Linked DNA regions of Rattus norvegicus: region 1 is linked to region 2. The links are chromatin contacts, called in public Hi-C maps. All regions are on one chromosome and are shown on one strand. Each heading gives the region's core, a stretch centred on a gene start, on an enhancer-like site or on the middle of the called end of the contact. The rest is flanking DNA. Distances are from core to core; before and after follow the strand shown. Region 1 has its middle 34 kb from the start of Rpl19l1. Region 2 holds the start of Sp4 (Sp4 transcription factor).

Region 1 (5,528 bases), core at 1,979-4,478, 160 kb after region 2:
TTTCTTCCACTTTTGGCCTTGACATCCTCAACCGGACAAGGGGACAATTTCTTTCCACACTTATTGAATGTTATCTGTCAAGCGCTTTCATATTACTATCATACTTAAGACTCTCAAGCAGACCTCTGAGGTCCTTATTTTATCCTCAGTTTACTGCTAAGAGACCAGTGTGTTCTGGGGATATTCAATAAAGCCCAAACCCACCTGGCTGATACGCAGTAGAGTCTGGGATGGAACTCCCGCTGTGAGTGTCACTACGGGGTTGGGACTGCTGTATTTCGGTAATACATTAAGATATCATGAGGGGCTGGGGATTTAGCTCAGTGGTAGAGCGCTTACCTAGGAAGCGCAAGGCCCTGGGTTCGGTCCCCAGCTCCGAAAAAAGAACCAAAAAAAAAAAAAAAGATATCATGAAAAGTGGGATCTGGATGAGAGAGAGAGAGAGAGAGAGAGAGAGAGAGAGAGAGAGAGAGAGAGAGAGGATAATTTGGAGCTGCCCATGCTGGTAGGCACTTTGCTCCCTTGACACAAGCTACAGACATCTGGGAAGAGGGAAACTCAACTGAGAAAATAGCTCTACCAGATTGGCCCGTGTGGGCAAGTCCACTGGGCATTTAATCTTGATTAATGTTTGATGTGGGGACACATACACACTAACTAGTATCACCCCTGGGTCCTGAGAGGCATAAGGAAGTTCACTGAGCAAGCCATGGGGAGCAAGCCAGAGAGCAGCACTCCTCCATGGCCTTTGCTTCAGTTCTTGCCTTGGCTTCCTGTAGTGACAGACTACAACCTGTAAGGCAAATAAACTCTTTTCCTCCCCAAGTTGGTTGTGCTGTCTATTACAGTAATAGGAAGCAAACTCCTACATTGCCTTTCCAAGAAACACAAAGCTAGCCTTCCCATGCAGGATACTTAAAGGGAGAACAGTATAGTACCACATCAGAATCTTGTGTTGCTCATACAAGCCACAGGGTTAAAGATATGGAGTCTATATGTTTCCCAGTAGTTTCTCTCCTCTGAACAGGGAGAGAAATAATAGTACCTACTTCCTGATGGTGGCTTGAGTATTAATGTACTGCCTCATCTAATACACAGCTCAACTTAGCTCAGCTGCTATCAGTTTTTAGTATCTACAAGTATTAACATGAAAAGGTGTCCCAGGAACTTTGTAGTTCATGTGACTACAAGGGGACATTGAAAGGTAGCAAGGGCAAATCGGCATCAAGTGAGCCTCTACCCCAAAATATGGATCTGTGCATGAGACAGTCCTAGAAGCATTGCATCCCCCTGTTAACTGTACTAGTCTCTGCACATGTCACATCATTATTTTCTTATAAAATGTGATACTTTTAAATAAAAATATCCCTCAGCTATATAATAAATACGGAATATACTGTAAAAAAACAAAGCAAACAAACACCTTCTCGGGACTGGAGATGTGGCTCAGCAGTTAAGAGCACTTGCAGTTCTTCCAAAGGATCTGATCTCCATTCTCAGCACGCTCCTGTCTCACAACTGCCTGGGACCCTAACTCCAGGGAATCAGATGCCTTCTTCAGGCCTCTTTGGACAACTTTACTCATGTGCACACAGACAGAGGTGAAGGGTGATGGAGAGAAAAAGGGAAAAAGTGTTCCCCCAAACAATAAATCCAAAATAAATAATCCCAAAGGGAAAGTACCCCAGGACTCAGGTCTCTTCTATGGGTCCTGAGTTCCAAGGCACGTTAGGAATTGGAGGGTGACAACTTACTGGCTCGGTTCTTTAATCCTGAGCAAATCATTTAGTGCAGGTGTTTGGCTTGGAGGGTTACTACCCACACGTATCGTCTAACACCAGTGGCTTGTTCTCTTTGCAGTCTGGCCTCAACTTCCCCAGCCTCTTGCCTGAGCCTCTGAAATGCTAGGATTTCAAGCATGTGCCTAGCTCATTTGGTTGTCACAAAGCTGAACCCAAGCACCCAAGGACACTCGGGTTCTTTCAAGCATCTTCTAGCTGAGCAACATCACAGCCAACGACTAAGATGGCATCATGCATTAGGTGGCTGCACTGTGGTGTCTGCATGAGAAAGCAAACCCAGGAGTCTCCAAGCCCTTCATGTTCAGAATGTCCCTTGCACCTGTTGTACAACGTATAGTTTAAACGTCTCTCAGGACTTCCTCAGTTGGGGTTTTACTGAAGTCTCTACTGACTAAAAATTATTAAAGCCTCCAAGGCACCTCAAATCAGAATAAACCCTGTTTTATTACAAAACATAAATACCACAATAACCAATTGAGGGTGTAAAGAAGGGCAAGTGTTAGAATACCTGAAGATTTTTAATCAGGATGATTGAAGCCTTGTACTTTCCAACCTTAAGTCAGGAATTTATGGATACAAAGACTAATGTGATTTTAATTCAGAATTCAGCCAACCATGCCAATAAATTCATTTCAAACATGTTAGACTAAAAGCTGACTGCCCTCTGGTGGGCTGTTTTTTAAAATATTTAGTGTTTCTTTAACTGAAGTGCTTAAAATATTGCACAGAGGCATGAAACTATTTTACAGTGCAATTTGTGAGGATAAAATTATTTGGGAATGGGGAAGCATTTTTTTAATTATATAAACTTAAGTTTGGCCGATTTATGCTTCTTTAAACTAAAATTTCCATTTGTGAGCAAATTTATCCGATTTTCAAATCTCAAATTAAAAAAAAAAAACAGGGAAAAAGAAAATCATTTTTCTCGAGGCTCATTTTCATTTCAAAATGTTGACATTCTAATTAATTTTCAGCTTTTCACAGCCATGGGGGGAAGTTACACACTTATCACGGTTAAATTGTTTCTGGGTATACACCATTTTCATGTAATTTTATTGTCTGAAAGAGAAATAGCATAATCCTATTCCCAATAAAATATATATTTGTTTTTATTTAAAGCGATAGCATATCACATAAAAGTACAAGGGCTAAGGCTGATATAATATGGGGAAAATTCAGAAGGTGTTGGCACATGCTCTGGCCAGCCTGGGATAGGGCAGTGTCTCACCCCCACCCCTCACCCCCACCCTGTTTGCAGTTCCCCTGGAATACTGGGGTGGGCTGAAATCTCCAAACGCCATTGCCACTGAGTCTGCCAATTCTCATCTGTTTCGCGTGGATTTGCGTGTTAAAGGCTTCCCAGGCACTGCTGATCCCACTTCAGCACTGTGAGCTTCAGTTCAGGATTCTGACTCTGGCCATAAATTACTTCCTTAGCGCCTGTGCGCTATGTGAACAAATCCTGTTGAGCATGATCACATTAATGTAGGTACTTCAAATAGCTGAAGATGGAAGATATAGGGGAAAAAATAAAGTTTTATTACTTTAAAACGCTTATTGTCTCTGCGAGGAAAAATAAAAATGTGTACCGAGCGATTTATCTGGTGAGTTTCGTGTATACTGGCAATGACTCAGAATCCTCCACATCCCTCCTCCCTTCCTTCCTGATGACTGACTCTCTTAGAGAGGCCTAATATTTTGTCTCTGAATTCCTTTTTTTGAATCTGAAACGGAAACTTACAAGAAAGAGAAGTCTTCTCTTGAGACAACGGAATTAAAGATTGCAATTAAATCACAAAATCAAGTTAATTCTGTGGCTGTAAATACCCAGCTTTAGGTTAATAAGCACCTGTGCCATCAGATATGACGTAACAGTGCAGGTCCCCGAATACAGTCAGTCTTTCAGAAACGTTTGTAACACCCAACAGCAACTCGAAGTCAAGAATGCAACAACGTTTTCAATTGCTACCTAAAAGCTGGACAGAGCAAGGTAACCTAAAACAGCTATGCTTTTAAAACTAATTAGCATATGCAATGACCTTAAAAATGTAAAGATGTCTCCTCCATGAGACTAATTTTCTTCCCCAACCCAACAGGAGGTAAATGGAAATACAGAACGGAAGAGTGCTTAACATAGAATTACTGGTTTAAAATTGTAGCCCCTGCCCCCTCCAAAATAAAATTTTGTACCCCAGCACGCTATTTTATAAAGGCTTGCTGGAACTTAGTTAGAAAGCAGTAAAACACAAACTAAACCAAAGTCAGCAGTCGTGGTGGTTTTGTTTTCTGGTCTTTCCCTCTTGGAGGTCAAGGGACGCAGCTCTCTCTCTCTCTCTCTCTCTCTCTCTCTCTCTCTCTCTCTCTCTCTCTCTCTCTCTCTCTCTCTCTCTGTGTGTGTTCAAAGGAGGTTTAGTTAGTCTTTCATTTAAAGAAAATGAAAATGTAGACTCTACCTTATTTAGCATTATTGCTCACGCCATGTTTTCTGGAAGTTCCGAAAAACATGAATAGAAACAAACCGGTGTATGAGTGTCCACAGAAGGAAAAGAAGCCTCCTTACCCAGTGCTTCAGGTAGGTAGACACTGTGATGCGAGCATGTTTGTGCGTGTATCTACTTAAATACATACCATCCTACCATTCTCTCGGAGCTTGCAGTCATGTGTGCTTTCTGCGTCCAGCAAATCAATATTCTTATAATTTTAAACGGGATTTTTTTTTCTCGCGTCGTAAATGGGACTTGTCGACCCGCAGGGTTGCAGCTTCAGATCCGCAGGGCTGGGGTCCGCTCCCGCGCTGTGCTTTTTCATCAACAGAGGGCGCTCTGTGGTTTGCCAAGGAACCTGACTAGTCTCACGGCCGGCCGAGCTGGGCAGCGGGTGAAGCATCCCTTAGCCTGGTTTGCAGTTTTTCCCCCATACCAGTCAGAAGCTCTTTCAACTGGCTAGTGTATAATTTATTGGAAATGCTACTGATCATTGAAACAACATACGTGAATGAAAGGGAACCCCATGATTTTACAAAAGTCGGATGACCGTGACATCTAAGGCTGCTACTAACCTATTGGAAATGATGATAAGCATAGAATTGACATGCAGACTGGTATGCCTTCACCTTGGAAAGCTCAGGCGATGGCTTTATTTACATAGTCCACCTCAGTCCTGAGCGCGGGAGTGTTCCTCGTTGTGTCCCACTTTAATAAATTATACTGTTTTATATCTGGTCCTAGACAAACGAAATAATTCCTCCTGAGGTAATCTGACTAGGACCTAATTGACACATTAGGAGAGCTCTGGGAAGCTTTTTCTCCGCTGCAGGTTAGAGAGAAGATACTAGATGCCAATGTCATTAATTTCTCACCAGCCAAAAGCACTAAATTTCGATTGAAAACTTGAGAGAATGAAAAAAAAAGATGTACTTTAAGAAAATTAGATCTTCTCAGAGTATTTGTCCAAGATCTACCCTTACCGATGCGCGATTTATTAGATGTTTCAACACAGCAAAGTAATCATAACTAACTAACGTGAAGATTGCATTTACTATCCTTCCGGGCAAAGTTTTGCAAATATCTTAGAGCCACTGTGAAAGCCAGAGAGCAGCAACCCTAACAGTTGCCAGAATCAACGTATTTGACAGAAGTGCGGTGCCACCGTAGCCCGTTATTTCAAACGAGAATGTTCCATCTCAAGAACGGGAGCGATACCACCAATAATAGAATAAACGGGAAT
Region 2 (5,933 bases), core at 1,330-3,829:
GGTGATGGTTAACTGCTGGGATAACCCAGCGTTCTGAACTTGCAAATTTGAAAGACTCTGAATATTCTGGACCTGGACAGTTTGCCAGCTGATTTGCCCTGAAGGTGTTAAAGTTGGAGCCCTGATAAGCACCTGAGTCGGGTTTACTGCTTGAAGTTGAACGTTCTGCAAAGGCTGCTGCTGGATGGTCTGAATTGTCTGCCCTGACTGGAGTTGAAATGACTGTGGCGGGATAGCTTGAATAATCTGCTGCTGAGGCTGCTGGATCTGGATTTGCTGCAGGATAGGCTGGCCTACAATCTGTACTTGCTGAAGAGAATTTGACTGATCCTGTGCATTCTGTATCCCATTGGACTGAAGCTGACTGGAGCTCTGGGCCTCAGACTCAGTAGCAGCAGGTGTCTGTGGTTCTTCAATGGTGCGTTCAGAACTACTGGCTGATGTGCTTGCATACTGGCCCGTATCTGCTGAGCTCACTAATGTGTCACTGCTCGTCAGAGATGTTGATGCAGTAGTTGTGCAGGTAGTAGAGGAAGAGGGTGATTCAGGCATAGTACTGGCGGGAGCAGTGCTGGTGGTGGGCGTAGACACTAACTGATTTCCATTGGAAGTCCCACTATCAGTAGTAGTAGTAGTAGGCTGGCCAACTTGTCCAGTCCCTCCTCCAGCAGTCACGTTATTTATTACTGGCAAAGCTAAAGTCACTCCTCCAATGTTAATTGGTAGGGTTGTTACAACTTGAGCCTGAGTACCAGGAAGGGTCTGCAATTGCAATGGTATTGAAACACCAGGTCTAATTTGTACCGGAACTGTCTGATTTGCCAGGTTTTGAGCAAGGATATTCCCAGAAGCTGTCCTGTTAGCAGCCGTGAGGATAGCTTGATTATTACCTGCAGAAATGAGTTGAATTTGACCCTGCAAATCCTGTAGAGATGAACTACTAGTTGGATTGATTTGAATTTGCTGACCTTCCACCGTCTGAAGTTGGGGGATCACTTGGTACTGTACACTACCACTTGGATTCTGTACTTGTATGACTTGAAATTGATTAGGGGTGGAAGGATTACCTGATTTAGTTTTTGTAGGAGAGGAACTCCCGTTATTACTGCTGGAAGAACTAGATGAACTAGAAGCTGGCTGAGAAACGTTATTTTCTTTTGAAGCAGGAGGAGTGGAGGCAACAAGTTGCCAAGCGTTTCCAGCAAGCTGCGTTGTCACCAGTTCTAGCTGCTGTGGTTGATTCTGAAGTTGCACCAATCCTTGGCTTGGATCTATAATAATCTGCTGTTGTCCAGTTGCTTGATTTTCACCAGGAGTCCCTATTTTGCTGCAAGTAGCTGCCAGTAAAGCCAGAGGAGAGGGCTGAGAGTCCTACCCAAAATGGGAGGGGAAAGGAGAGGGAGGGGAAAAAAGTGGGCGGATTTAGTGGAAGACAGCAGTCGGGAGGGGGTTATTTATTTTGAGAGCTCTAAGTATCAGAACACACTTAATAGGCAGCAGAATTAAAAAGGAAATATGAACAAAAGCAGGTGGTAGAAGCTATACGAATAAAGAGGCAAGTTCTGTTACATAAAGTTTAAATAAAAAGGAATTTTCTGGTAAACTTTCTTAAAGTGTTATTCTTCTAAACTCCAAATGCCCTTGGGAAAATAGACACCGTTTTCTAACAGTCTGAATTCCTGATGTAATATAAACACCGTTCGTTATAGCCTCAACTATGCGAAATCTTCATGAATTTACGATTTAAGTTCCTCACTCAGAAAGATGCTTTGAATGAATAAACATTTTCATTCTGTTCTTTACTTCTGGGTATTTAAAGGGCATAACTCCCTCTCTTCCCTAAAGCTTTGTGTTGAATTTTCTTTTAACGTTTGCTTTTACCTGGGAGCCTGAGGTTTTGGGTTTTTTATTGTTATTCTCTGGCTCAGAGGTTTTCCCTCCTTCTGTAGCCATTGCCGCTGCCGCCTCCTCCTCCTCCTCCTTCTTCTGATCTGCAACAACCCCACCACCACCAACACACACGACAACAGGTTATTAGGATTATTATTATTCGTTCTCCTCCCTTCTCCCCCCCCCTCCTCCTGAACATTAATCTCCGTAAACCCTCGATCCGTGCACACCGGCAGGGGGTGGGGGAGAAGGAGGGAAGGGAGGAGGGGGCTCTCACGAAACGTGGTTTGAAACCCGACCCATAGGCTCCAGAGCAACACCCAGAAGGAGGTTGTTCTAGCTCAGACATTAAGACAAAACACAGCCCTCCTTCCCTCCCCCTGGTTCCCTCCCGCCCTCTCCTCCTCCCCTTCCAGCATCTCCGCGGCCCCGGGGGAGGGGGAAGCGAGCAGGGTCTGGGGAGGGAGGGACGAAGGGAGGCGGTGAAGGAGACCGAGGGGGGTGGAGAATACGTACCGCTCATCCCGCATTAACAGGACAAACCCTCTCAGAGACACTGGGATAGAGGTGGGTGGGGGTGGGGGCGAGGCGGGAGGAGAGGCCGGTCCCGCCCGCCCGCGGTGGCTCGGAGGAGGCTGTAGCTGGCACAGGCTCTGCCTCTTTTTCCGCGAATGGCCGCCGCTGGGCTGTGGCGTAGCAGCTCCTCTCTCCGCCCGAGCCCGGCTGACTCGCCCTTGATTGACAGCGGCGGCGCGCGGCGAGGGCGGCGGCGCGGGCCGGGGGCGGAGCCAGGGCGGCGCGAGCGCGGCGACTCCCCACACCCCTCGGCCTGCCTCCGCCGGCGCCGCCGACTCTCCACCCCTTCCCCCAGCGGATTGGCCGCCGACCTGCCGGGGCCGGGGCGCTGGGGCCGCCCTTTCTCCTCCCCTTTGCTCGGCTGGTGCTCGCTGCTGTTCGGCTTCTGCCTTCTCGGCCCGCGGCGCGTGCCCTCTCGGTGAGCTAGCTGCGGTTTGCTGCCGGCAGGCCCTTCATACAGCCAAACTTGTTGTCTCAGGATATCCCGCCCCCTACTCAGTTCCCGGCGCCCTCCACTCAAAAACGCGTCGCAGCATCTTGCGAGGGGCCGCGGAAGAAAGACATGGAACTAGGCTTAAGGGAGAGGAGCGAGGCGAGCGCGGGGAAGCGTGAGGTCCCGAGGTCTGAGTGGACTGCCGGCTGCCCACTCGGCGTGAGCATGGCTTTCCTAAGGCGCATCCGGACCCGGGCGCCCTTTTTCCCTGGCTCGGCTCTCATTGGGTGAGGCTGTTGACGTGCGTGAGTCGTGGGAGGAGGCGGGCGGGCCTCTCCCGCAAAGCCTTTCGGGTCTTGTAGTTTCTGTCAGCTATCGGATTGAGGCACCGCCTTCCTCCCGCCCCCGAGCGCGGCCTGGCTGCGGAGCCTAGAGCTGCCCGAGGGGGCGGTGGCAGCAGGGCGTGGCCGGGGCCGAGTGGGAGTTGAACCCAGCGCAGGGGAGGGAGAAATGGGTGTTGTTTGCCTGGGCCTATCGGCCGAGCGGGGCTGCGCGAACCGCCTCTGCCACCGCCCCCTCAGCTGAAAGCCGCTCCCCGCGGGGCGAGTTCACACCCGGAGCGCGCGGCGATTGAGCGGGCGGAGGTGTTGGGAGGCGGGGTCTGCTGTCCTCGGGGTTTGAATGAAGCTGACATGGGGTACACCCTCTTCGCCCGGCTTTCTTTACTCTCTTAGCTCGCCCGGGCCTCTGGTCCGAGCTCGAGGCCTGTGTTCCCACAGAGCAGGAGCTTCCATTTTATTTGTTGTATCTCTGGCTGCTGGTGCAGAGCCATTACCGTCTTCTAGGGTAGCCAGGAGTGCGCCTTAGAGTCTGCGTTCTTGGCGCGCTTCTCGCTCCTAGAGGTCTCACAAGGTTGTCCGGGCAAAGGAAAGCCCGGCTGCATGTGGGTCAGCTCTGGTCATGGTTTAGCGTAAGCTTCTAGGCAAGTGGAATTCACAGCTAGCTGCGCAAAGCACTTTGTCAAATCCTCCTGAACCGACTCCTAGTTTCTCTCCAAAGACATGAAGCCAAGATACCAGGGACCATACCAGCGACTGACGGAAGTGTACCAAAACTGGAAATGAGTCCCAAATATGAACCTTGGGATGGGATTACACACTAGGCTTAAAGCGCTCCACATTTATTGACATGGGCCCACATTCAGCTTTGGGTATTTTCGTCTGGTGCCTGAGGTCTGACATGTTGTAAGGGTGAGTGAAGAGTCTGGTGCTGTCCTTTTCTAGTGCTGCCTTGCTCAAGTATTTGGGGGGATGACAAAGCAGTAGCAGTAAAACAAAGCAAGTGGAGTAAAGGATTAAAATGTTGCCTACTCCATTTTATGAATTGAAGATGCTATAGTAATCTTCCATACACATCTCAATTCACTAGATCTTAGAAAGCTCAGAAGCGCTTGTTACATTTATAGATACATGTCTCTCCTCAAGCTCCGCCCCCATCCAGTTTCGCCATAGTGAATGCAGACCAGGCGTGAATTGGAGTGTACCTTGTAGTTCTCTTTAAACAACTTGCCTCAGAGTAGTAATGGCAGAGTATAGATTTACAAAATGTCCTAAAGGTCCTGCTCCCTGTTGATAAGTAGATATACCGGTATTCAGGAAACTGACAACCCTAACTTTTCCAAAAACCAAGAACTGCAAGTTCCTAGCTAAATGTTTGTAACACACACACACACACACACACACACACGCCCAGACTAAACTCAGGTAATGGGACTCTGTCTCTTAGTATGATGGTGTTTGGAGTCAGAATCTTCGGAACATTATGGTTAGATGAGGTCATGAGTGTGTCACTCCCATGAGTAAAACTTACTGGTCTTTAAACTTCTTTATTCTGCTGTCTCCCATGTGAAGTACAATGACTACAAGACCCTCACTAGAACCTGACTGTCCATACCTCTATATCAGACTCCTTGTAAAATGGTTAAAATAGACTGTTGTTGATAAGCTGTGGGTTATAGTACCCTGAGCCGATTAAAACACTGGCTGAGTCTTGAAGCCTGGTGACAAATGAACTGCTTCTTAGGGACTCTTATCATATCGTTACCCCTGTAACAGGAGGTTCTGCTAGATGAGATATTGCCAAGAGGACAGCCACTCCCATAGTATCATCCTAATTTAAGCTATGTACTATTATACTTAATATTTTTTAAACCATTTTGCTGTTTTTTATAAGTTATTTTAAGAATTTTATATTAGCTGAGCATGGTGACTCATTCCTTCAGTTCCGGCAGTTGGGAGGCAGAAGCAAGTGGATCTTGTGAGTTTGGGGATAGCCTAATCTCTGAGTCTTGTTTCTAGCTTACCCCGGTAGCTTTGCTTACTTAGTCCCGTTTTAGCAAGAAACCTGATGGATCAGTTTAGTGACAGTCTCCCACCCTTGATATCTAACCAAATTCCCTATCACCTGCCTTTGATATCACCCTCAGTGGTAGCTTTGTCTTTTCTAACCTGTTCTTGACTGTATATCTCTACTTGCTCTTGTTCTAGTCACAGTTAAGCTGGGATTACAGGCATGCAGCGCCATACCTGGTTTATGTGGTGCTTGTGATCAAACCTAGGGCTTCCTGCATGCTAGGCAAGCAGTGTGTCACTGAGTGACCTCCCCAGCTTGAATACTATGTACAACTCCTGAAATATCAGCCTCCACTCCTGGAGGCCAAAGGCCAGGGCCTTGAATCTGCTCCATGCCGAGGATGCTCAGACAATGAGATTGAAGCAGCTCTCCAGGTGGCTTAGTTGTACAGGTGGCTTAGTTGTACAGGTGGCTTAGTTGTACAGGTGGCTTGATTGAATAGTTAGGAGATGGAAGGTGAGCCCAGGTGTGATATGAATGAGAAAGGTTTCTTTTCTGAGTCCTTTAAGGAGACACTTGCTGAAATAACCATTGAACTGCTTTCATTTTCTCTCTTGGAAGTAGATCGAAAAAAGGCTTAGAGAATCATCAAGCCTAAGACAATTCCATGTTTACTATCCAC

What was found. A called contact is a pair of places that touch in the nucleus more often than the background predicts.
Region 1: a Hi-C map of the A7r5 cell line shows a contact between it and region 2, with 4 times the contacts expected there. The contact joins the enhancer-like site here to the promoter of Sp4 in region 2. A contact is called at or near these places in 4 of 12 Hi-C or Micro-C datasets (the A7r5 cell line, the Rat2 cell line, Schwann cells and 1 more).

Annotation. Positions count from the first base shown.
Region 1 is chr6:145,554,618-145,560,145 of GRCr8, forward strand. No RefSeq gene overlaps it. Among named protein-coding and RNA genes, the nearest start is that of Rpl19l1, 34 kb to the right of the region's middle. Within about 2 kb of position 3,229, at least 1 of the 93 cell types and tissues checked has an H3K27ac peak or open chromatin away from gene starts, as enhancers often do. A contact at or near this core is called in the A7r5 cell line, where this site is marked.
Region 2 is chr6:145,392,535-145,398,467 of GRCr8, forward strand. Sp4 (Sp4 transcription factor) reads right to left here and starts at 2,580. Exons shown (of 6, transcript NM_012761.2): 1 at 2,407-2,580; 2 at 1,882-1,991; 3 at 1-1,371. The coding sequence starts at 2,413.